2 separate regions of the Pan troglodytes genome follow, and region 1 is linked to region 2. A link is a contact called in public Hi-C data. All regions are on one chromosome and are shown on one strand. The core of a region is the stretch at or near the end of the contact, and the rest is flanking DNA. Distances in the headings are between cores, read along the strand shown.

Region 1 (3,658 bases), core at 1,110-3,609, 150 kb after region 2:
TACAGGCTTGAACTACCCCGCCTGGTCTCCCTCAGTATCTAACAAAACATTACACATAGGTTTTTTTTGTTTGTTTCTGTTTGTTTGTTTTTTTTTTTTTTGTGACGGAATCTTGCTCTGTTGCCAGGCTGGAGTGCAGTGGCGATCTTGGCTCACTGCAACCTCCGACTCCCGGGTTCATGCAATTCTCCTGCCTCAGACTCCCGAGTAGCTGGGATTACAGGTGCGTGCCACCACGCCCGGTTAATTTTTGTATTTTCAGTAGAGACGGGGTTTCACCGTGTTGGCCAGGCTGGTCTCGATCTCCTGACCTCGTGATCCGCCTGCCTCGGCCTCCCAAAGTGCTGGGATTACAGGCGTGAGCCACCGAGCCCGGCCAACATTACACGTAGGTTTCAAATTTTATTTAGATGTACCTGAAAGCACTGCAGAAACCTGGACAAAAGATAATGCCTAGAAAAATAAATACACATTTTATTTATTTATTTTTTTGAGACGGAGTCTCGCTCTGTCGCCCAGGCTGGAGTGCAGTGCCGCGATCTCGGCTCACTGCAAGCTCCGCCTCCCGGGTTCACGCCATTCTCCTGCCTCAGCCTCCCGAGTAGCTGGGACTATAGGCGCCCGCCACCACGCCCGGCTACTTTTTTGTATTTTTAGTAGAGACGGGGTTTCACCGTGTCTGCTAGGGTGGTTTCAATCTCCTGACCTCGTGATCCGCCCGCCTCAGCCTCCCAAAGTGCTGGGATTACAGGCTTGAGCTACCCCGCCTGATCTCCCTCAGTATCGAACAAAACATTACACGTAGGTCTCAAATTTTATTTAGATGGACCTGAAAGCACTGTCAAAACCTGGACAAAAGATAATGCCTAGAAAAATAAGTACACATTTTAAAATTTAATACATGAGCCAACAGCTGAGTAGATGTGAACACTCTGCAAACTATGTTTATGGATATTACAGCCAATTTCCACAGATCACAATTTTCCCAAAGAAGTCTCAGAGTTTGTGGTCAAGATGAAAAGAAAGTACCATTTATCAACCAGTGCATATTACTATCAAGTTGTGAATGGGATGCCTATTTAAGAATATCACAGACTCCACCCCTCACAAGAAAATAAAGTGTTTTAAAAAGAAAAGAACGAATATTATTGACAATTACCAAACAAAACTTTCTTCTTAGGTTATTTCTCCGTTTACTGTGTGACCTCGCTGAAGGCTGAGAGTCTAGGCACACTGGTTTCCAGGTGCTGAAGAAATCGTTATAGTTGGTTTGTCATACGTCTATCAAAGTAAAATTTTAAAAATGAGTACCTTTTGGCAACACCCGTTTTGGGGGGACATTGAGCTGCTTTGCTCCCTACCCAAAGAGGAGTTAGGCAATTCTCTTTAACGTAATTCTTTCCTAATTTCTAGGGCTTCTTACCTAATCTAACGTGCATAATTATTTTCAGGTGACTCCGGGTCCATCAGTTTGACACCGAGAGCGTTTCTACGGTTACGTCCTCAGCCCTGAACAAAACCCAGCTTCCTGAGCTTCTAACGGCGAATTTAACTTGTATGTTAATACAGAAGAAAGGTTACAAAACCTATCGAAATGGTTTTTTGTTTTACCAAACATATTACAACTCAAGTCAAAAGTTCACAGCCCCAGCAACTCGCGTACGAATCTGAAGCAGGTCCAGACCATTAAAGTCGCAGCCCCAGACTAGAAAACGGCCGGTGGGTGGGGGGAGGGGAGAGGGCGCGTCCCGAAGATGTCCACCCGCAGCACCGCGCAGGCTGACGCCTCCCCTCCTCTCGGGCTGGAGGTGAGAGCGCCCTTCCTCCTACCACGTCCCTACCTTCCCGGCCTCGGATTACGCCACAGCTGGCAAAAGGACTTTTTCATGAGAAAACAGACAAGTCAACCAGCGCGCCGCACACTCGACCTCCCAGGCTCGCACGGGCGGCCGCCCGGGCTCTCAGCCCGACACAGCGCTCCAGGGGCTGACAAGGAGGCCGCGGGGTCACGCTCCCTGGGGCAACGGCCCGAGGGTCTCGCGGAATCCCAGTGCAGAAGTCTGGACCCTCCGAGCAGCCTCCGCGCCCCCTCCGGCTCAGCTCCGAGCCTGCAGACGGCGCCCCCGGGGCTAACTCAGAGCGAGAAGAGGAAGCGACGCAGCGAGTAACAGGCTGTATGGACGGACAGCGGACTGACGGGGGGGGGTGTGTGTCTGCCTGCCAACAAGGCCGTCTCACCTTCCCGCTGCCGAGCCGGGCAGCTCCAGCTCACCTGAGGAGGGCTCCAGGACGCCACTGCGGCCGCCGTGATGGCCGTAACGGCACGAGGCCTGCGCTCCGCCGCCGCCGCGTAGCTCTTGGGAGAGAGGCGGGGCACGCGCGGTGGGCAGGCGGATCCGCGCGGGCAGGAAACCCACTCTGGACCCAATCTGATAGGTTCAGTCGCCCCCTTCCCCGGTCCCTGACGCGACAACGGTCTCTGCCGCACTGGGATTGGGCGGGCCCACATGTCAATCAAGCCCCCTGCGTGATGTGGAGGGAGCGGAGGCTGCGCGGCGGAGAGTAGAGAGCTAGAGGGTGAGAAGCGCTGGGCCGGACCAGAACTGTCTTCGCTTTTCCCTCTGCGGCTGCTCTGGTTGGTTACTTTGAGCCTTCCTCCTCAGCGCCGCAGGAGAGACTTAACAGCAAAAATGACTGTGTCCTGAGTTCAGCCCCCACTGCTCTGGGAGCTTCCCCCTGGTTTCTGCACCTGAAGAATGTCATCCCAGCCGAAGGTTCTTAGGAGCGGGGAGCGACAAAGAAAAACAAAGAAAAGCAGACCTGAAAATTGGGACCTGGGAGAAATGTAAGACATGTGCTTAATTTGAGGCACAGACCAAAAGAAGCTGAGTCTGAGGGCCCTCTAAAAGTGTCCTCGTGCTTGGGCAGCTTACATTCTTGGGGGCAGTAGTGTTATGAAGAGGACCTTCGTAGCCAGGTCTGCCCATTCTTAGGGCTCCAGCCACTGGCTGAGGCATCAGTAAGTTGGTTCTTCCCCTCGCCGGTGCTGCAGGCCCCCTTCCCCGCCCCCGCGCCGTAACCTGCCTCTTTTTTTTTTTTTTTGAAACGAGTTTCGCTCTGTCGCCAGGGTGGAGTGCAGTGGCACGATCTCGGCTCACTGCAACCTCCGCCTCCGGGTTCAAGCGATTCTCCTGCCTCAGCCTCCCGAGTAGCTGGGATTACAGGCATGTACCACCACGCCCAGCTAATTTTTTTGTATTTTTAGCAGTGACGGGGTTTCACCATGTTGGCCAGGATGGTCTCGATCTCTTGACCTCGTGATCCGCCAGCCTCGGCCTCCCAAAGTGCTGGGATTACAGGCGTGAGCCACCACGCCCAGCCGCCTCATCTCTTCTTAACCATCTTTGTGGCACAGTTTAGGGTCGCTCCTCAGGGAAGCTTGCTCAGTTAGGTACCTTCCTTGGAGCACAGGTGTTTTCTCCATCCGATCTATTGAAATGGTTTGCCTGTATGCCTACCTAGATTGTAAACTCCGTTGAATCAGTAACCATGTCTGTTCAGTTTCTCCCTAGGGCCTTGCAGTAGGGTAGATGGTCAGTAAATACTGTTTAAGGCATTAATACTTTTTATTTTAATCCTGGCCCTGGATATCAGCCTC
Region 2 (3,352 bases), core at 114-2,613:
GATAGCACCACTGCACTCCAGCCTGGTTAACAGAGCAAGACTCCATCTCAAAAAAAAAAAAAAAAAAAAAAGTTCAAGTGAGACAGTGAGCAGTTAATGTCAATGAAATGATTTCACCTGGGAAAGCTTGTCCTCGTGATTGATGCAGGTGGGATGACATCAGAGGGGCCTACTTTCTGGGCAGTGATCTCCTAGGGCCAGAAACTCAAGATGATGTTTTGTAGGCCTAATCTTATACTGAGGCAATTTCATAGAAGACTGGCTGGCATCTCCAGGAAATTTGGAGGCATGTGGCCACTTCCTAGAGGAGCGGTTTTAAGTACAGAGGCAAAATTTAGAAGTTACTGAGGTTTGTTCAGGCACTCATTTCTCCAAACGCCAGGATGGTTTTTTTGTTTGTTTGTTTGTTTGAGACGGAGTCTCACTCTGTTGACCAGGCTGGAGTGCAATGGCGGGATCTCAGCTCACTGCAACCTCTGCCTCCCGGGTTCAAGGGATTCTCCTGCCTCAGTCTCCCGAGTAGCTGGGATTACAGGCGCCTGCCACTACATCCGGCTGATTTTTGTATTTTTAGTAGAGACGGGGTTTCACCATGTTAGTCAGGCTGGTCTCGAACTCCTGATCTAAGGTGATCCACCCGCCTCGGCCTCCCAAAGTGCTGGAATTACAGGCGTGAGCCACCGCGCCCGGCCACCAGGGTATTTTTGTTTTTGTTTTTTTGTTTTTGGGGGTTGTTTTTTAACGTAGTTGTTGTTGTTGTTGTTTGTTTAATTTTCTCAATGAGGTCCAGTGAAGGAACCAGGAACATGTACCTCCTCCACAATATGAGGATTTATACTTTTGCTCTTGGAGATGTTTGCAGGCACCTGAGAAGGCTCCTTGCTCAGTTCTTCCTCTAAGGTCCTCCTTAATGGGGTTTTACAACCTGATCTTGCAACCTCTCACCGGGGGAGACAAGAAAGGTCCGTGTTTTCCTTTTGTGACCCTCATTCTCCCACCTCTGGCAAGGATACGTTTTTCCAGGTTTTGTTGTTGTTGCTGAAGAAACTGGGAGTCCCAGGAGCCAGAAGAGAAAGCTGTAATTTGGGGCCAACTCTAGTGTTCCAGTTCCAAACTTCACAGGCTGGGCAGCACGCTGGTTTAGCATGAGCAAGCAGCAGGCAGGCTCCTCCCTACTGATCTGTGCGGGGGCTGAGGAACACTCCTGGAAAGTCAGTCTAGTAAAGGGATCCTACAAATAGGTCACACAGAAGGAAAACAAAAAAGACATCCAAAAAAAGTCTATTTCCGAGAGGTAGGGAATGGCAGCATGGTGGAAAGATCAACAGACAGGAGAGTGCGAGAGGCCAAGGTCCCAGAAAAGAGCGAGAGCCGTGGGTACAGCGTGAAGCCCCAAACCATGAGCTCGGGACAGATACAGACACAGAGCGAGGAGAAGGTGGCTGCTAAATTCTAACTCCACCAGTGACAGTGGAGGTTTGTTAAGGACCAAGCCCGTGGAAACTGTGTAACTGAGTTATTATTCTAGGAAACCGACCTGAGCTTTCCTTTCTTCATCCAGGAAGCCCAGGGAGTTTCATTACGAGTGGGAACAGAAAACATTTTCAGCACTGACCACAAGGTGGCGCCAGACGCCCGTGGATGTAATGGGTCTTCGCCTCCTGGTGAGCTCCGAAGCTGGCCATGGGATCAAGTCCTCTAGATTGAAAGGAAACCAAGAGGTCTGCAGGCCCGGAAAATTACTCTAGCCTAAGGATAATATACGGCACAAGGAAAATAATAAAAAACATCTTTACTAAAGAGACGGGGAGGGTTGGCCCAGAGACTAGACCGGCAGAGTCTACAATTCTTCTGTGAAGGGAACTTAAAAGACTTTTCCACCGAACCCCTTGACAGGACAGGGAGAGCCAAGTGGGGAAAGACTGGACGTTAAGGGGCGGAGAGGAGCCTTTAGAGGAGAAAAAATGCCTTCTGACTGATGGATTTACATTTACTGGTATTCCTCATTGACACAATAAACGAGTCGATAAGCCCAACACGATTGAATAACAAGTAGAAATGCATTCTATTAGATTCATCTTCTCTGAGAATGCATTATGGTAGCTTCACTCTTCTTGGGTGTCATGGACTGATGACTTTTCAAATATATGGTATCAATTGTGCCAGCCAATATTCTCCTTCTGGTGCTTATATTGTCCCAACTTTGGCCAGGAGGAGCCCTGTATAGATTGTTCCTTGTGTAATTTTGAATGACCCTTATTTAATGCTTTGGTTTCTGTCTCAAAAAGGTATAGGTGTTTTAAGATTACCTTGTACCTTTCAACTCCAAACTGACACGGCATCCATTACTGCTCCAAGAAACTTTGGCTCCTTTGGGAGAAAACTAACACTAGAAACCAAAATCTTAGCATTAAGATGCATTGTGGAGGTGACGTTTCTCCTGGGCCATTTCAGTGGAAAAAAGTCAAAATATTTTTAATGTCATGTTTCATAAAGACATGACTTCATATTAATATGTTTGATTCAGTTCCAACAGTGCCCTGTTCTTAGTCAAATTTGGGATCCTACAATTAGCCTTCCTTGTCACTAATCCTAAAATCTAGATTCTTATCAAAATATACAAAATATATATTATTTACTTGCTTTATCTGATAATAGTTGCAAAAAATACACTATCAATACAAAGGTATAAATACTCAATAAAGTTTTTGTTTTAGACTACATACACCTACGGATTTGTTGCCAAATTACTTTGTTCTAGAATCTCTCATAATATCTCACACCATGTGGCTATGCAGGGACTTATCTGACAGGTAGTTCTGGGTCCATTGTTTCCATCCACTTTCATTTTGAAGAGGCTGCAACCTGCCCCCAGCCCCCGTTTTCTGCTCTACTTTTTCATTTTACCGTGACTTACAAACTCCCATTATACTAAATAATTCACTGAATAATAATACTTTGTTATTGTGTTATTATTTCTCCCTTACCCCATTGGAGTGTAAGCCTCATGGAGCAGGGATTTTATTCACTGGACCCTGGCAGTTGCACCCTAAAGGCAGGACTAAGAAAGCTGGGCTTGATTCTGGGAGCTCAGGGGACTCTACTGGTTTGGGCTGCAAGAGACGGTCTTCAGTGAAACAGCAGAAGCCACTCTAGGCTGCTCCCAAATACTTATCCCCCCACAACACACACACACAAGTACTTCCCCCAATTCCCACAGGACTCAATGAGAAGCTGTGAAAACAAAGCAAGCCAGTAGTGCTGAGCCTGAGCCCCTGGACTCAGTGACTGGGCATCTGGAGGGTTGGAGCTTCTAGAAAAAGAATGTGGCAGGAAGCTGTGCCTTATGATG

The links. A called contact is a pair of places that touch in the nucleus more often than the background predicts.
Region 1: a Hi-C map of stem cell-derived neural progenitor cells shows a contact between it and region 2, with 5 times the contacts expected there. The contact joins the promoter of NCK1 here to the enhancer-like site in region 2. A contact is called at or near these places in 2 of 7 Hi-C or Micro-C datasets (blood and stem cell-derived neural progenitor cells) and 1 of 1 datasets of contacts at active chromatin or transcription factors (stem cell-derived excitatory neurons).

The regions. Positions count from the first base shown.
Region 1 is chr2:140,089,660-140,093,317 of NHGRI_mPanTro3-v2.0_pri, reverse strand. It overlaps NCK1 (NCK adaptor protein 1), which reads right to left and starts at 2,359. Exons shown (of 4, transcript NM_001246580.1): 1 at 2,239-2,359.
Region 2 is chr2:140,234,757-140,238,108 of NHGRI_mPanTro3-v2.0_pri, reverse strand. No RefSeq gene overlaps it. Among named protein-coding and RNA genes, the nearest start is that of IL20RB, 50 kb to the right of the region's middle. Within about 2 kb of position 1,363, at least 9 of the 24 cell types and tissues checked have an H3K27ac peak or open chromatin away from gene starts, as enhancers often do. A contact at or near this core is called in stem cell-derived neural progenitor cells, where this site is marked.